Regions from separate parts of the Sus scrofa genome. Here all the other regions are linked to region 1. Evidence: chromatin contacts called from public Hi-C data. All regions are on one chromosome and are shown on one strand. Each heading gives the region's core, a stretch centred on a gene start, on an enhancer-like site or on the middle of the called end of the contact. The rest is flanking DNA. Distances are from core to core; before and after follow the strand shown.

The links. A called contact is a pair of places that touch in the nucleus more often than the background predicts.
Region 2: a contact with region 1 is called in a Hi-C map of liver, with 4 times the contacts expected there. The contact joins two enhancer-like sites. A contact is called at or near these places in 1 of 5 promoter capture datasets (liver), 24 of 47 Hi-C or Micro-C datasets (adipocytes, alveolar macrophages, brain and 13 more) and 1 of 2 datasets of contacts at active chromatin or transcription factors (skeletal muscle).
Region 3: a Hi-C map of subcutaneous adipose tissue shows a contact between it and region 1, with 2.3 times the contacts expected there. The contact joins two enhancer-like sites. A contact is called at or near these places in 9 of 47 Hi-C or Micro-C datasets (alveolar macrophages, embryonic fibroblasts, fetal skeletal muscle and 5 more) and 1 of 2 datasets of contacts at active chromatin or transcription factors (skeletal muscle).
Region 4: a Hi-C map of liver shows a contact between it and region 1, with 3 times the contacts expected there. The contact joins two enhancer-like sites. A contact is called at or near these places in 2 of 47 Hi-C or Micro-C datasets (both in liver) and 1 of 2 datasets of contacts at active chromatin or transcription factors (skeletal muscle).
Region 5: a contact with region 1 is called in a Hi-C map of skeletal muscle, with 2.8 times the contacts expected there. The contact joins two enhancer-like sites. A contact is called at or near these places in 1 of 5 promoter capture datasets (liver), 16 of 47 Hi-C or Micro-C datasets (alveolar macrophages, blood, embryonic fibroblasts and 8 more) and 2 of 2 datasets of contacts at active chromatin or transcription factors (alveolar macrophages and skeletal muscle).

The regions. Positions count from the first base shown.
Region 1 is chr15:107,086,078-107,089,717 of Sscrofa11.1, forward strand. No RefSeq gene overlaps it. Among named protein-coding and RNA genes, the nearest start is that of CD28, 40 kb to the right of the region's middle. Within about 2 kb of position 1,949, at least 29 of the 83 cell types and tissues checked have an H3K27ac peak or open chromatin away from gene starts, as enhancers often do. A contact at or near this core is called in alveolar macrophages, fetal liver, fetal skeletal muscle and 4 more, where this site is marked.
Region 2 is chr15:106,948,229-106,951,844 of Sscrofa11.1, forward strand. All of the region lies in intron 4 of RAPH1 (ras-associated and pleckstrin homology domains-containing protein 1), which reads right to left. Among named protein-coding and RNA genes, the nearest start is that of RAPH1, 48 kb to the right of the region's middle. Within about 2 kb of position 1,818, at least 6 of the 83 cell types and tissues checked have an H3K27ac peak or open chromatin away from gene starts, as enhancers often do. A contact at or near this core is called in fetal liver, fetal skeletal muscle and liver, where this site is marked.
Region 3 is chr15:107,321,874-107,325,400 of Sscrofa11.1, forward strand. No RefSeq gene overlaps it. Among named protein-coding and RNA genes, the nearest start is that of ICOS, 27 kb to the right of the region's middle. Within about 2 kb of position 1,603, at least 14 of the 83 cell types and tissues checked have an H3K27ac peak or open chromatin away from gene starts, as enhancers often do. A contact at or near this core is called in alveolar macrophages, fetal skeletal muscle, retroperitoneal adipose tissue and 1 more, where this site is marked.
Region 4 is chr15:106,916,387-106,919,933 of Sscrofa11.1, forward strand. All of the region lies in intron 10 of RAPH1 (ras-associated and pleckstrin homology domains-containing protein 1), which reads right to left. Among named protein-coding and RNA genes, the nearest start is that of RAPH1, 80 kb to the right of the region's middle. Within about 2 kb of position 1,300, at least 2 of the 83 cell types and tissues checked have an H3K27ac peak or open chromatin away from gene starts, as enhancers often do. A contact at or near this core is called in liver, where this site is marked.
Region 5 is chr15:107,232,793-107,236,360 of Sscrofa11.1, forward strand. No RefSeq gene overlaps it. Among named protein-coding and RNA genes, the nearest start is that of CTLA4, 49 kb to the right of the region's middle. Within about 2 kb of position 1,354, at least 22 of the 83 cell types and tissues checked have an H3K27ac peak or open chromatin away from gene starts, as enhancers often do. A contact at or near this core is called in alveolar macrophages, fetal skeletal muscle, retroperitoneal adipose tissue and 1 more, where this site is marked.

The DNA.
Region 1 (3,640 bases), core at 699-3,198:
GAGGTGCTCAGAGTATTGAAATAAGAGAAGAATAGGATTGGGCCATGTAGGAATAACCAGAGAGTATTTTATTAGGTCTCTTGCCTAAAGTACCACATTATCCAACTACTGGGAATTTTTTTTTTTTTTTAATGTTAGAGTTGAACTATCGTGATCTTTGTTCTTTCCTAACCAGCAAATGACCTGTTGTAATGACAACCTTTGGTTTTCAGCAGGCTTGCCTAGTTACTATACTTGAGCATATATGCCTGAGCTAATTTTCCATTTAACTGCTGAGGCTTTAAAATGTGGAAACGCCTCGTGGGCCTCTTCATTAAAGTGTTGGCCTGGTTTCTGCTGCTGGAGACAGCTGAGAAAAATTCAGCATGTGTCATATTTTCAAGACTTTCTTCCCTCCACCTAAATTTCTTGTATATTAAGATGGGTGTAAACAATGAGTGCTCTTCTATAAATCAGTGGCAACAAAGATGGCAACATCTTCTGCACATAGTGAGTGTTGCAATTTTGGGTCAGAGACAACTCCCTTTGAAAAGGCAGAATTAAAAAAAAAAAAAAAAAGATGAGCAAAATATATACTTCAGGAGACCAAATGGAATATCCTCTTCTGTGGATGCAGAGATACACTCTCCCTCTTCCCCTAAGGAAGCCAGATCCTGCATCATTTTTTTCTGCTCACGACTCAGCAGAAACACAATGCTTCATTTTATAGAGGCTGATTACAACACAATGACAGCACTATAATTTCCTTCAGGGTGAAATACTTCACTTGGCTTTAGGCCAGCTGAGCTCAGTGTCACTTAGCACTTCTGCAACTTCTGACACAGGCAAATACCTTCACGTGGGTGCATGCTGTATTCCTTTAGGAAGCATTTTTTAAAACATTGTCACAGCAACTCATTCGAATCAGCAGTTGGGGTTTTGCACGTGACCAGATTTCTTTTCCCTGATGCGGACATTGGAATAGCCCATAAACCACTGAAAGTGACTGTGCCACCCACTTCTTCTGAGGCCAAAGCGGTCATGAAATGAGTTTGGTGTGCAGAGGACCTTTTGGTTCTTTCGTCAGAGGAAACCTATAATTGTAAAATTCCTCCTTGGTTCCATCGTTCACATAGACCTAAGGAGTGTTCCCTTGTCTTTTTCTGATTATGTGGGATGTGGTCAGTCTTGATGTTGTGTTGAAGAAGTTATAGACAGTTAAGTAAACATCTTAAGGAAAAAGCTAAGATCTAAAGCTAGGAACACTTCACATATTTGTCTATTAAGAAAAAAAAGATACTCCCCCCCTCCCCCGACAAAAAAAAGCCTCTTTCCTACCCCACCCCCAACACCTGTCTCCTTGTTATCACTGTGACTTTGCCCCAGGACACTGTCTCTACATAAAAGTTGGGTAATTCTTACTTCCTGAACGGGACCTACCTAACTGCTGGCACGTAATAGTCATCTCCCACATGGACAGGCCCAGTGGCTGCTGTGTGACGGGAGGGGACATATGAGAAGGGTGAGGGAAGGACAGCTGTGGAGCAGGTCTTTGATCCAACAGCAAAGCTAAGACCAGCCAATTAGACATCACATTCTCCTTTGGCAATCTGACCTGACAAGCGTGCCACAACTACTTCCAAAGACTTCCCTCTTTTTGGCTTAGATTGGGGGTGGGATGAGGATAGAAAATGAGAAGTCCAAAGGGGAAAATGACGTATTTGTTTCTTCACCTATTTATTGACTCCAAACAACAAACACTTACTACATGGTCTTTAGGGGATCAGGTGCTGTGCTCAGTGTTTCACATGCAATTTCTCTTAATTCTCACAATCCCATCAAGGAGATGAGTTTCAATCTTCATTTAGCAATGGAGAAAACTAAGCCTTTGGAGAGGTTGAGAAACTTGCCCAAGGTCACACAGATAAGAAGCAAAGCTGGGACAGTATCCTGCTCTGGGGACAAGCCTGTGCTCTTCACCACTGTGCTACACTGCCTCCCTGTGTTAGAACATCTTTAATCTTTTCTCCCCAGGATGGAGGAAGCTAAGCAGAAAAGAAACCTGTTAATTGGTAGATGTTTGGAAGGATGATTTCTTTGTCATTATATTGATGCTATAGTATTTATAGTAGAGTATGTCGAATTGTTACGTTTATATGAAACAGCGAGGAAACTTAAAGAGGCTTGAACAAAGTAATTCAAGCTGTTTGATTCTAACATGTGATTATAATGATCTCTTTCTGTTGGCCTCTGTCTGTCTGGCTTTCTGAAGTGATCTTTTGTTTTGCAGGAACAGTTGTTACTGAGCAATACCAGCTGCAAGGGAACAATTCCTGACATTACCTCCTCCCTGCTCTCCTCTTTCTTCCCTCCCCACAACCTCCGGTCCTGGCAAGTGCTATTATTTTGAATGGATATGATTGGCAGGGACGGGAAGCTCTCACATTTATTTCTGTGATACAACTTATTGAAGCAAAAGCTTACTCCAAAAGAGGCCCCAGCCCTGTATCAGGTTCAGACACAAACCTTCAGGGGAGAAAAGGGCTGCCAATACGATTTAGTTGGAAGATGGAAAACAGAGGGAAGAGGAACACTTTGGGAAATTTTGAGCTCTCTGATGTTCACAGTCTCCTCTTTTTGGCATCCTGAGAGATAGTTATGTCGCAGAGCACAAGCTGCAATAAAGAGAGTATCTAGGATCATATAATGTCTTCTGATGGAGATGTTAGATTTAGGGTTGGTCTAATTTACTTTGACTTTATTTCTGAAAATTGCCTCTGGGATGCAGAATCTGTCCTTAAATTAAAGCGTTCGCTTAATTTCATATTTCCTCTGAAGGAGTAGGTTCACATAACCAAAATCAGATAATCATAGATAACCCAAATCTGTATGTATCCCCAGGTCTTTTACAAAAGTATAAAGCCTTCTGTTGTATTGAAGGTTCTCAATCTTCTGTGTTTGTAGCATACTTTCAAGTGCTGGAATTGTTGGAAACACAAATGAAGGGCTTCAAAGAATCAAAACTATGCCACCATCTCAAGTATGATAAAACCGATCTCATGGTGTCCATAAAAATAACTAGAGCAGAGCACAGCTTGTGTGATTGCTTTTCGGTGCTCTGTCTAGGTTCAAGGACAGCTGTTTACTGCCCTGAACTTGATGTCTGATATGTTTGTGGAACAAACTGTTTACATGTTTCAGAAAATATACCGTCTTTCTTTGTGGCTGGTCCTGCTATTACTCTTTGCAAGATGAATCCTGGCATCTCAGTAACAGTATGTGTACTCAGTGGCAGCAGATATGATTTTTTTTCAAAATTTGGTAAAGTGTTCAGATTCTGGGGTGCCATAGCATCCAGTTTGAAAACCATTGCCTTATGTACTTGCAAGGTAAATCAGGATAAAAGGAAGAGCAGATGGAGAAAAGAGAAATGCATCTGAGGGAACTGCCCAAATGGCCCTCCCCTAGCAGATTAAAGCAAATATTTAGGCTTCTCTGGGTGGGTGACAATGCTTTTCATGTTAGTGACATTCAGGGTTGGCTGCTTGGGCGGGGGTGGGGAGCACTTAGACATGACGTAGCTTGGTAAAGTCTGGATAATTAATCAAGAATTCCAGTGGATTTTATAGTTTGATTATTTAGATGTGGATATGTGGAAAAT
Region 2 (3,616 bases), core at 568-3,067, 140 kb before region 1:
ATTTTCCTATCAAAAAATTTATAATACAATCATCAAGTATCCTTATAGACTCAGCAAAACTTTTTGAATCCACCATCAACTTCAGGCAAAGCATCTAAAAGCATTTTCTTTCATTGGGAAAATACAGTTTCATGTATAAAATTCCAAATTCAGAAGAATCATTAGTTTATACCCTATGAGAAAATAAAGGTCTGTTTTGCCATTAACCTTGTAACAGTAAATTCTACTTTATATGAAGTTATAACATGAGATTACTACTTAAATTTGCAAACTGCTGTCTTACTGAAAAGTACTGTTTTATCAGTTACTGTGACTAAAGTACCAGTAAGTCAGCTGCAGCATATACCTCACATTGCTTTAGATAATAAAGAGCCCTTATTAGAATTTACTTCAACTACAATGAATTCTAATTTTAAAAACTTGGCAAATGAACATTACTGGTGGATTTCAAAAGAATATTAACTAAAAACATTCTATAATTCATTTTTATGTTTATCCATGGAAAATATTTTTCTGCTAAAGCCTTCTTTAACATTTAGGAAATAATCATTCTTGATAATCTGCTTCAGTTTATTTTTTTTTTAAGATACTGATAAAAGTTGGGAGACAGATGTTGTAGTTTTGGAATTCAAATACAGACTTACCAGTTTTTTGACCTACTTAATCTCTTTTTTGGAATAATGCCCCTACCAAAGGGATAGTGGGAGGCTTAAATGAGATAACGCATGTCAAGTGCCTGGAAGCAGAGTATTTCAACAAAAATCAAGGAAAAAAAGCCCAAGGGAAAAAGACATACTGTTGTGCAATTATACTTCTGGCTTCAGAGAGCAAGGAGGTAGAAAGATAAGCTACAGAGCTACTTTATTTTTAGATAGTTTACATATCCACATCCCCAAGATGAAATAGTACCAACCTCAAATTGATTTTTCTAATTGGTATTTCTGTCACCGAAATTTAGTGAAAGTAACTATTCTGTCCTGGGTTTCTTTAAAACAGGTATAATTATTGCCTCAAAAGAACTTAGTTGTTAAGAAAAAAAATTTACTATCAGAGTTTTCACATGTTACTTCATTTGTAGCACTCCATCCACCATCTTGAAAGAAAACAATTGCTGATAATTTTAAAGTACAAGACTTCTAGACAAAGATGTATGGCACACATGCATATATTTAAATGTTAATTCAAATAATCTGATTGCTTCCTATGAGCCAAATAATGTTCTAGATGCTAAGGATACATTAAGAATCAAAGAAATGTTTTAAAAAACTCCTCTCCCCATGGAGCTAATATTCAAGTGAGAGAAGATAGATGAGCAAAATTTTTAAAAAGTAAAATATATAATATTTTAAAAGGTGACAAAAATAGTAATATAAAGCAGAAAAGGTAGATAAAAAATAAACACAGGGCAGAGGAAGAAGAGCTCAGCTTTAAAATAGGGTGATTACAGAGGCCTCGCTGGCACATGACATTTGAGCAATCCCTAAAGGCAATTAGGGGGTCTATCATGGGGAAGGGCATCCAGGCCGAGACACAAGTGCAAAGGTTCCGAGGTGGGCTCTGACTTGTGGCAAAGAACAACTGAGAGGCAGTATGGCTGACAAGGTAAAGGAGGGAGAGAAGAAAGACACAGAGGGGCAGGGAATAGGAAGGTAGATTTGGTAAGGTCCTGCAGGCCACTGTAGGGATTTTGGCTTTATACCGAGTAGAATATAAAGCCTTTGGATATGAAAAGAGGAGAGGCAAGATCTGACTTATCTGTAATAGGACCCCTCTGGCTGTCATGTGGATAAGAGACTAATGGAAAGGTAAACACAGAAAACTAGCTGGAAGGCTATTGCAAAAGTCTATACCAAGGTGATGTTGGATTGAAGGTAGTAAAGGCAGTGAAAAGCGATCAAATTCTGGATATAGTCTGAAGTTAAGACCGTAGAATTTGCTGCTGGATTGGAAGCAGGGTGGAAAAAGGAATAAAGACACTAAGGATTTTTGCCTGATGAACTGGAAGGACGGAATAGCCATTAACTAAGATGGAGAAGACCGTGGGAGGAATAAGTTTGGGAGAAAAGATCAGGGCTTCAATTTCAGACCAGTTAAATCTGAGCTATCTATTAAACAAGCAAATGGAGATATTGATTAGATGTATGAGCCTGGAATTCAGGGGGAGGGACACTGGCTAAAGAAACCTGTATTTCCTTGAATCTAAGATGATTTAATAGTACTTTATTGATCTTTATCAGAAACTGTCAACGACAGCTTCACACAACACAGTATCACTGCCATTTACTAACTGTGAGTGACAGGTGCCACCTGGTTTTAGAACATGGCTTCTCAATCTTGGCACTATTTTGGGTCAGATAATTTTTTGTTATGGGGGCTGTCAGATTTTAGGATTGTAGAAGCACCCCTGGCCTCTACCCACCAGATACCAATAGCACCCTTCTATCACTGTCAGCCAAAAATGTCTCCAGAGTGACCTCTGGGAGGCAAAAATAGCTCCTAGTTGAGCACCATGGTTTTAAAGGGACTAAAATGTAGGAGGGAAAGTATGACTTAAATAAATGAAGTATTAAAATTTGGGAGTTGTCAGTGCGTAAGATCACAAAAGGAGTAGATGCAGACAGAAAGGTTTTCTGAGGACTGCAGCTTCAGGGCACTCCAAGGTCAAGAGATTGTAGGAGACTGAGAACAGCCAATGAGGTAGGTCCGCTCGCTCTTCAAATCGCACCCAAACAAAGACGAAGAATTTTGTTGCTGTTGTTTTAAAGACAAACTCAAAAGAAGACCTGTCAAAATTTTGGAAGCTAGAAAGCATATAGTCACCTGAGTGGTAAACACTCAGAAGGCACAAGGAAAGCTGAATGCTAAGTAAGCTAGCACTGGAGAAAAGCAGAGGAGCACGCCAATTTACATTATTTGTAACCTCAAATGTGTCTAGAAGCAGCAGAAGGGAAGGTGCAACTAAAAGCAGGAGAGTTAGTTGAAAACATACTTAAGAAAGCAGTTAATTCCCAGATTTCCTCCTTTCCTGCCACCTGCAGTGATCGCAGGTTCAGACCGAGATTCATTTATAGGACCCAACAGACCATAGCTTGGCACCAGCTTCACTTAGTTCTGCAGAAAGACAAAGACAGCATGCTAGTATGTGACATGCTATCTTCAGAAGGGATTTATACTGCCCACCAGGGACTTTTTTTGGACTCGCCATTGTAAAAGAAAGATCATGTAACTAAGTACTGAAATCACCCGGGCTTAGGGAAACTTCACAGGAACCAGTAGTACAGTTTAACAACCAATAAATGTAAGTCCAGGGCCTTTCAATGGATATGTTCACACTCATTACAAGAGTCACACGTTGCAAAGCAGGAAGTCAAATTCAGTGTCTTTTCCTAGGCTTCTATATTGTCCACTCCCTCTTCCTGGTCCATATGCACTCATCAATCAGAGTCAATTCACAAATAAACAATATTACCAGGACACATTCTATATTAGTCAAGTTTCTAGTAAAAGAATGCCAGGAGAGGGAAAATCCACGGCCATTCCTCATGAAAAAAAAAAAAAGGGGGGGGGGGTTGTCTCAGATCTGCTATTAACCCTTTCTACTTAACACAGTGATTCT
Region 3 (3,527 bases), core at 353-2,852, 240 kb after region 1:
TTTTAAATATCCTTTTGCTACATGTTTGGCCTTTAATATCTGTAATTATTTGTGTTATGTATAAAAGACACACACGCATGTGTGTAGTTGCATGGATATGTATGTTCCTTACCACCATTACCATGTTAATGTTCCATGCAGTCCTTACTTTTTTGGATCTTATTCCACCTATCATATTTCTGCAGAGAAATGATTTGCTTCCACAGCAGTCAGTGTTCTCAACACTTCCCCCCTTTCTAGAGATGAGAGCTCCCTGCTGTTGCTGTTGTTGTTCTAGAACTCACCTTAAAAACCACCTGGAGCTTAGAGAAACATAACAGCCCCAAGACTTGGAGGGGTAGGAACTACCAGGTGATAGGTGGTAAAGGAGTTAAAATGGCACCAACGTTAATTTTTGCCAATTTAAAAGTGGTGTCTAGTGGAGTTCTTGTCGTGGCTCAGTGGTAATGAACCTGACTAGCATCCATGAGGATGTGGGTTTGATCCTTGGCCTCACTCAGTGGGTTAAGGATCTGGTATTGCCGCGAGCTGTGGTGTAGGTCACAGAGGCAGCTTGGATTCCATGTTTCTGTGGCTGTGATGGCTCCGATTGGCCCCTAGCTCTGATTCAACCCCCATATAGGAATTTCAATATGCCCTGCGTGCAGCCCTAAGAAGCAAAATTAAATAAATAAATAATAATGGTATCTAGGATTGGTTCTATGTTGTGTGAAGGCATTTTTGTATTGACAAAAATATGTGTATTTTTTCTTTTATAACAGAATTACTTGCACATGTAATTTTGTGTCTTCCTTTCTAAAGATTTCACCTTCTTAATTCTTTTTTTTTTTTGTCCTTATTGCATGAACTAGAACTTCCAGAACAATGTTGAATAATAGAGAATAATAGTTGGATTCCTAGTCTTGTTTCTGACTCTAACTCGAATACACTCAGAGTTTTAAACTTAAATATCATGCTTACTTTTGATTTCTGTTAATAATCCAGGATGAGAAAGACAGATCCATAAAGTGTTTGTTCTAAGAGCTTTAACCAAAAATGGCTACCGACTTTTATCAAATATCTATTAACTTATTTAATTATTTTTATTTGTCATAATTTTTATTTAAATTGTATAACTTTATGTACCTATCCTCACACAGATGCATAGTTTTCACCTATGGAAAAAAATACGTGTTGTATATACTTTTTACATCCTTACCACACCTTCTCCTATAACCTAGATTAACAACCTAAGATGTTTGTTTCTATTTTTTTTCCGTGTTGATGTAATTCTTTATATAAATGCAATGTGTGTGCTTTTTGGGATTTGGCTTTTCTTATTCAACAATACTTCATGAAAATCCTTCCAAGTTAAACAGATGTTACATTTTAGTCTTACTTCTGCTATTTATTAATTGCATATCCTTGGGTAGGTTAAGTAACCTTTCTGGCACAAGTATCCCCATCTAAACATGGAGATACTATTCCTTTCTCCAAGGACTACTGTGAGAACCAAATGATATCATAAATATAAAGCACGAAAAGAGGAACCCAGCAAATACGCTCCAAGCAAGCGTTACTTAATCTAATGGTGTGTACAGGGAGAGAAACCCTTTCCCTTTAGGCAGTCATGGCCTTTGGTCTGAGGATTTGTAACTCAGCCAACATCTGAGTGCCTGCTGAGGGGCCCTGGGTGGCGGTTTGTTTCACAACAACAGTTCTGGAACTTCATGGCCTGGTTTGGAATTCATGGAAGTCACCTTGCAGCTATTTTACATCTTAGCCTCTCTGAGCTTTGGTTGCCTCACCTTTAAAATGTCAATAACAGCATCAGTACCTCTTTGTTAGACCTACTGTGGTTGTAAATGAAATGATGCGTGACGTACTTGGAAGAGTATCTGGTACACGGAAAGCATGCACTAGGTATAGGAGTGGGTTAAGTCAAAGGGCACAGGCTTTGAGTTCATCTGGCTTATCTCTGACTTTGCTGGTTATAGGACTTTGAGGGAGTTTTTATGTCTGATCCCAGTCATCTACAAAATGAGATAATAATACTCACCTTAAACTTGCCTTGAGAGTAAAATAGGGTAAGATATGGGGTGGTGGTATAGGATAAGTGCTCAGTGCAGGCTGCTCCCCTCTCCTCCTGATAAAATCTGCCCTACAGATTGCATAGAATTTGATTGGCAGCCTGAAGACTCTAATCATCTTTCACACTTCTCTCAATTCCAAACATGGGTCTGACAATGAACTTCAGAACGTATGTTCACAGTGAGTTGGGGCAAACCTGCCTCCTGACTGTCTATTCTCTTCAGGTGGTTCAGGTCATATCCCAGCAGGTGCTGGGGTCATGCTCTGTTCTCAGCCTGAGCCTGACAAGATGCATATCAATATCAGCTGGTTTTCTTGCCCTCACTGGGATACTGCAGTCCTCCAAGGAGATCTCAGTTTCCTTCTCAAATCTCTGTGTGGAAGCGTTTTCACTACCCCCCAAAGCAAAGCATGACAAAAAGTGCACAGCTTTTCAGGCAATCATCTCCTTCAATGCAAATACAAAATTCTTCTAAGAGAACAATTCAAGCAAAGGTATCACTACATCAATTTGTCTATCACTTCTTACCGAGATTTACTTGAATCTGTTGGCAGTACAGGAATTCATTGCTTTTGCTGCTTGATGGGCCTGTACTGTGCATTGTTTAAAAAAAAAAAAAAATCCTGCCCCTTTTTATACTGAATTGCACTCATGCGTATGGAAATTTCTTTTTTTTTTCTTTTTCTTTTTTGTTTTGATTGCAGAAACAGGACAAAAGCATTTATTTATTCAGCTGCTGATTTTGTGATTTAAGTATGATTTGGCAGCACCCTCTAGTGGCTATATTTGGGAATTGTGGAAATCTCTAGTACTTGGGACATTAAAAAAGGACGCAGACATATTTTTAATACTTAAAAATATTTATCAGCCACCCCCACAGCTTATATAAGTATGTTTAACTACACAGGACTCTTTTTAATCACCTCATTACCTTTAAAATAAAGGGCAACCCGACTGAACAAACAGAACACCTGCTTTGGGCTCAGGAGTCCTTGGAATATTCCATTTGGGTCACACTCTGCCTGTCTCCACTGGAGCAGCACAGACCCAGGAAGTGGTGCCTAGTTCTACTCTTTTATTAAAGAAGATTCTGTCATTCAGCCACCGGAGTGGGTATTGATGAATCCAATGGATTCTGTATTTGATCACAGGCAGCTCCATTTTGAACATCAGGGTCATTGTCAATTATCATAAAACCCGATGATGGATAGAATCCTTAGAGAACCAACTTGTCAAAATTATTAAAATATTAAAAAGCTGATGAAATGAAGCACTTACACAGCTGAGCCAACTAGAGCATGTGTGAGTATAATGGGAAGATAGTTAAATATGTGACACCCAGCCTCTGCCAGATGCTATTTTCTTGAGCCTCAATTTTCTTATCTGTATAATAGAACTATTGTGAGCATTTAATGAGATAATGCATGTTAAAATCTTAGCACATTGTATGGAAACT
Region 4 (3,547 bases), core at 50-2,549, 170 kb before region 1:
TTCAGGCTCCACAGCCTTCTCTTTGAATATATTCCCTTGTGCTTATTTAAGTCACATTATAGTAAACCACCACAGCAATCTTGAAAGAGCAAAGAAGGACAGGTTGAGGTGTCTGTATTCTATAAAAGAAGGAAGGGGAATTTTTTTTTTTTTTTTTTCTTTTTAGGGCTACACTCATGGCATATGGAAGTTCCCAGGCTAGGGGTCAAATTGGAGCTACAGCTGCTGGCCTACGCCACAGCCACAGCCACACGGGATCCAAGCAGTGTCTGTGACCTACGCCACAGCAATGCCAGATCCTCAGCCCACTGAGAGAGGCCACGGATCGAACCTGCCTCCTCATGGATCCTGGTTGGGTTGTTAACTGCTGAGCCACGAAGGGAACTCCGGGAAGGGGAATTTTATTTCATCCACTCATTCAACGAGTATTTGTTGGGCAAGAACTATTTGCCAGATGCTTTAAGTAGGTCTTGGGCTACAGAGAAACAAAACGTAAGAAGCCACAGTTTGTGCTGAAGATAAAGTGCGCTGACAGAAAAAGCTTTCTTCATTGAGGTCAATTAGGGCTTAAAGAGCTGTTCTCCATCACTGGCTTCAGTGAGGCCCTGCTTACAGCGCAGGGTTCAGAGCTCAGAACAATGGCTCTCAGCCTTTATCACCACCCTCTCCCCTGTAAATGGTGATTTACAAATCATTCTCAGCTGATTCCTTCCATTTCCTGAGAGCAGGGCTACCACAAGGAGTGTTACCTACAGCAGTTGCCCTGCCTTGGGAGTATGTGTGTGTTCTAATTATTTTGCACACAGTGTTTTTATCCCACACAACATCAGAGTAAATCAAAGAGAAACAATCCTCTATCCTTCTGTCTTCATCTCCCTAACCTGGGAATCCAAATAATACCCTGAGGAGTACTGTGATATGACTATCAGCAGATTACCTGCTAGTTTAAAATTCATTTTAGGGCATCAAAAATTATTTTTTCAACTACCCTGTAATAGCCTTCCAAAGCCTTCATTTTGATCATCCAGGCTCTGCACCAATACCTCAGGAGGTAACTTGTTCTGCTAAAATATTGCTATTTTATTAGAAGTGGAATTTATTGAGCACTTGGTATGTACCAAGCATTATGCTGAGTATTTCACATACATTAGCTTGTTCCATCTTAATGAAAACCCTATGAATTACATATTATATCCATCAGAGGAAAAAAAAATGAGGCACAGAAAGGTTAAGATAGCACTCATAGTTGCTCACCAACAAGTGAAAGAACCAGGATTTGAAACCATGCCACCTCATTCCAAAGTCCACACTCCTAATTATTATGTCATACTACTGCCTTATCAGGGGTGAAACTGTTTTCTAAATTTGTTGCCTGGCTCTTCATTTCCCCACAATATTATTCTACCACTTTAACAATCACATAAGAGCTCAGAGTGAGTACAGAGGAGACATATTTTGCTAAAAACCAGAAGCTCAACATTTAGATCCTTAAAGACTCCGAAGAGAATACATGCATACCTCATTTTATTGCACTTGGCTTTGGGACACTGTGCTTTTTACAAAATGAAGGCTCGTGGCAACCCTATGTCAACCAAGTCTACTGGTGCCATTTTCCAAAGGCATTTGCTCACTTCATGCCTCTGCATCACATCTGAGTAATTCTCACAATACTTCTGCATTATTATTGTATGTGTTATGGTGATCTGTCACCAGTGATTTTTTTTTTTTTTTTTGTTGTTGTTGTTGTTGTTGTTGTTATTGTTGCTATTTCTTGGGCCGCTCCCGCGGCATATGGAGGTTCCCAGGCTAGGGGTTGAATCGGAGCTGTAGCCACCGGCCTACGCCAGAGCCACAGCAACGCGGGATCCGAGCCGCGTCTGCAACCTACACCACAGCTCACAGGCAACGCCGGATCGTTAACCCACTGAGCAAGGGCAGGGACCGAACCCGCAACCTCATGGTTCCTAGTCGGATTCGTTAACCACTGCGCCACGACGGGAACTCCAGCCAGTGATTTTTAATATCACTACCATGACTTGGAAAGGCTCAGATGAGTTAGCATTTTTAAGTAACAAAGTATTTTAAAATTAAGGTATGTACATTTTTTTCAGACATGCAGTATAGTGTAAACATAACTTTATATGCACTGGGAAACCAAAAAATTCATACGATTTGCTTTATTGGAATATTCACTTTGTTGCAGTGGTCTGGAACCAAACCCTCAGTATCTTTGAAGTATGCTTGTATATAATGAAATTGCTAAGACAAATGAACAGCTATTAAGAAAGAAAGGTTATCATCTGATTTTTAAAATTACGCTTGATTTGGAAAGTTTTCATTCTCTGATAAAAGGTAAAAAAATTGAGAATTAAAAAAAATTTAAGAACACAATAAGCAATTTTAGATTACTATCATGCTATCAGATTATTTTTCTCTGTTTATGCCAAAAATCAGATTGAGATAGTTCCTAAAACTCTGTAATTAGAAGTGATACTCCAAATAAGTCAGTCCAAGTGCCAAAAGAAACTACTGAGTATATATAACCCACTTATTACTCTGGAAACACAAAGAGACCTGAAAATCAATTCTCTTAACTAACATGAAAAAGCTTAAAAATAAGACTACAACACTCCCCCCATTACTTCCATGATCGTCCTGTATAGTATCTTTCTGTTAATAACGGTGTTTGAAAAGTACATGTTCACATAGCATCCCTAAATCCTAACCATTTTTCCTTCCCACCTAACATATTAAATTACTTTGCCTCATTTCTTAAGGAATGATAATTGAAATCTGGCTAGGCCGAGCTCTAGTCCAACAATTATAATATATATATATATATATTTTTTTTTTAAAGCATAGATTTTCTTTACGAATCTTAGTTACACACGCATACATGTGTCCCAAGTGTGTACCTCTTTCAGATAATAGGTCTATTCTATTTCTATTTATTTCTACATTGTCAAAGTTCATGAATAAGCTCTTCCCATTGTTATTATTTTTATTGCCTTAAAAAAACTCTAATTACCAAATGATGTGTTTTACTACTTCCTACACATGTGTCCTACAAACCTATTTCCTGTATCCTGCATTTCACTGGAAGGACTCAGACTCAGTCATATAGCTCAAACTGAGGAAAGTGATCAGTTTCTACCAATATTCACATTTGCATTTGTATAGATCCTGTGTGGCAGCATTTTTTTGTTTCATTTGTTTGTCAGAACTCATATGCTCATGTGTCAATTTGTATGGATGTCTACACCTCACCTCAGAGAGTGAATTCTAGTCTAAGCCAAAAATGGTAGCTTTGGTTCTTGCTAATGATTGGTATAGAAGTGGGCATGTACTCTGGGCCAATGACCCTTAAGGGGGAGGGCTGTTGGTAGTTTCTGGGAAATATTTCTCTCCTCTTGAAAGAAGACAAACACAGGGAGAGATGGTTCCTCTTCCTCTGCTGGGTCTACATGCCAGGCAGTGGTCATCAGTGACTGAGGTGTGCTGGCCTGAAAATAAGCTAATATACAGAAGACGGAACACGGAAAAGTGG
Region 5 (3,568 bases), core at 104-2,603, 150 kb after region 1:
ACTCTGGAAGGCTCTGTAAGGAGGGGGGGGGGTAGTGTTTGAAGTTCTGATATTATGATTATACCTGGGAAATGTAAATTCTCTAAACTGTGACAATTAACTACAAACTGACAATGGATCACCACTGTAGAGTTGGTAATTAAAAAAAAAAAAAAAAAAAAAAAAAAAAAGAACCAAATTTGGAGGGCACACATGCACAAAGTATGGAGAGACACAGCCAGATGGGTTGAAAAAGGCACTGGACTTTATCTTTGGTCTGATGTCACAAGCCTGGAAAATGTTAACCCTTGGCCTCTTATCTCTAAATTAGAGTAACTCCACTACATTTGTTGCATTATTGTGAAGACTTATTGAGGCAAGATAAAGGTTTATACATGATAATTATGAAACACATATAAACAGTCAGATTAACAATCTAAAGTTGAGTTCCCTTCATGGCTCAATGGTTAAGGAACCCAACTAGTAACCATGAAGATGCGGGTTTGATCCCTGGCCTTGCTCAGTGGGTTGGGGATCCGGCGTTGCAGATGGGGCTCAGATTCCCCTTTGCTGTGGCTGTGGCTGTGGCTGGAAGCTACAACTCAGATTCGACCCCTAGCCTAGGAACTTCCATATGCCTTGGGTGCATCCCTCAAGAGCAAAAAAAAAAAAAAAAAAAAGTAGCCGTTTAAATTCTCGTTGTCAAAATGGATTTGATGTTTGTGACCAGGTCTTGGCAATAAAACCAAGGGAGGTTGTGGAAAACATGAAAGTTCAGAGGCTGAGGAAGAGTTGGGGTTCTCATGCTGTGCACTTGAAACAGATTCGTATCTGTCCACCTGCTAGGATGGACTGCACCAGCCTGAGGAATTTGGGCTAATTTTCATTCAGAATAGAATTTAAAACATCAGATTTCTTGAAGAAAACAGTGAAATCTGAGTCCTCCTCTATGATTATCCAACTGAAGCAGAGAAGCCACACAGCCAGCTCATGGTTGTAGCAAAGACGGGTGATAGGTTGGAGCGATAAATTGGAGCGATAAATTGGAGCGTTCGGACCTCGGGGTTAGGCTAACTAATTCTGTGAGGGCTGGAACTAGGTATTTATTCAGCAGTCTCCGTGCGCCATCTATGGGTCAATATGTTTTATTGCAATACCAGGCGAATAGGCGGTGATCCCTTCAGACACAATGCAGTCGGTTTGATTTTTAAAAACAGGTCACATCTCCCTTTCGCTTGTGAAAGCTTTTCTCACTTTTTTGGTTTGTATGTCTTTCCTTTGGTAGAAGCATTGCGTTTGGTGCCTATCTATAATCCTCTCTTTGGACAAAGGGAGACGTTTTGCCTTGAAATGTAGACGTGCTTGAGGAGGGTGGGTACTGCATGCCTGGATTCCATTTGCTAATGAGTTTCTCACAGCCAGGAAATCCTTCCCTCCACATTAAATGACCAAGACGTCATTTTAAAAATCCGGTGAGACTTGCATTTTCCCACAGTTGGCTGGAAAAGGGGATGGACCAGGAATTGGAACAATTTTTGCTTTCTACTGTCCCCATGTTTTATTCTTCGCACCAGCTGGCATAGGGAAGGCCACTGATTGGGATGCAAGGAAGCCCAAGTGTTATGAAGGACAGGGCAGGCAAGGGAAATTAAGGAGGACTGTTTGGAGGGAATGAGATCGGTTTTGGATTTTAGAAGAAATGAGGGTAGCAGGAGAGGGGGATGGGCTGGTGGAGAAGGCTGCATACCCTCTTTACTACGCCTGCAGATCAAGAGAGCCTTGTATAGAAAGAAGAAACTGGTTTTTCATAAGGATGCCCTATTTCAAGCTTTTCTTCTTTGGATTTCCTTGTCTTTGACACCTACCTCTTTCTATTCTAAGTCCCCTTGCCCTCACCCTTGTTGCGTAGGCTGGCAGCCGCATCTCTGATTCAACCTCTAGCCTGGGAACTTCCATATGCCGTGGGTGTGGCCCTACAAAGAAAAAAAATATTGCAAGCATAGAACTGTGTCTCTATCCCCATTGTGCAGTTAGAGGCCTATGGAGGGGTAAGGAGGGGAAAATAGGAAGAAAATTACATGTTTTGTATTATTAAGTTTCTTTGAATGTTTATTTAAGAGGCCAAGTTAGTGGTGCCCAATCACTGATGCATGGTAGGGCTGAGAGAGAGAATGTGCTGGATGCTCTTTTCGCAGCATAAAAATGGGGCAGGCCCTCTGGTCCTATGGGGAAAGAATGGAAAACACTCTGGGGTGGAACTTCTGTTTTCACTCCTGCCTCTGAGGGGAAAGGAAAAATGGGTGAATGTTAGGGCTGGAACTGAATCCACAAAGCAGGGTCTGAAGGAAGAGTTGGGGCTCAGAGGCTTTGAGGTGCTAAGAGGCCCAGTGGGGTAGACCAGCTGTTTAGGGCAGCCAGCTCAGTAGTCAGTGTTGGAATAGTCCTGTGGGTGTCCTGCCAGGATTATTTGGGGCTCATAGGAGAATTGCTTTGGGTTGCTGGTAGAAAGTCCTTGGTTTTGCAAAGCTAGGACAAAAGTAGGTATTGGTATTTGTATGCAGGTCATTTGACTCTTGATTGGCCACAGAGATATGAGAATGACGAAGAGGTGGGTAGGACACCAGGTCTTGATGGTTGTACCATGATAATAATATATTTCCTAGGTAATGTGGTCAAGGCGTAAGAAAGCTCATGACACCCTTGTAAATTTTAGAAAGCCCCCACAGGCTCAGAGGGAGTTGTTATGCTATAATTACAGAGTTGACTACAGTCTTTGAAACGGGTCTGGCTGACACTACGATCCTTATTTTTATAGGGAATAACCCCAAGTGTTGGATTTAGGAACAAGTATTGAGTTTTTATTGGCTATACAATTGTCTCCCCAAAGGAAACCCTTTCATTGTCAGATAACAGGTAATGTTCTAAAGCCCTCCCTTGCTAATAAATCAAACTCTTTAAGGTTTCTTTGTAAGAGCTACCCCTTAGGAGTTGTGGAGACAGTGGAAAGAGCCCTGACCTGGTAGGAGAGAGTTTGGGTTCCACTCTCAGCCTAGCCACTCTGAAGCTATATCCATGAGCAAGTCACTTCACCCACCTGGAACCCAGCTTCCTCACTGTAAGATGAAGGAGGTTCCTTCATCTGTAACATTCTCTAATTCTATGTTCCAGTGGCTGGAAGTAGTGATGTAGTTCAGCTTGGTTCTAGAGAACAAATAGAGGCTTCCCTCCAATGATGGGCTAAATGTGTCCCCCTAAAATTCATGTGATGAAACCTGAAGCTCCAGTGTGACTGTATGTGGAGGATAAGGACTTTGGAGAATTAATGGTTAAATGAGATCCTGATCCCATAGGACTGTTGCCCTGATAAGAAGAGAGAGACACTAAATCGCTCTCCCTCTCTATACCCAGAAGAAAGGCCTTGTGAGGACAGGGTGGAAGGTGGCCATCTTCAACCCAAGGAGAGAGGTCTCACCAGATACCAATCCTGCTGGCACCTTGATCTTGTGGTTTCCAGAACTTTGAGAAAATAAATTCCTGTTGTTTAAGCCCCCCAGACTATTCTGCTATGGCAGCCCAAGTAGACGAATAT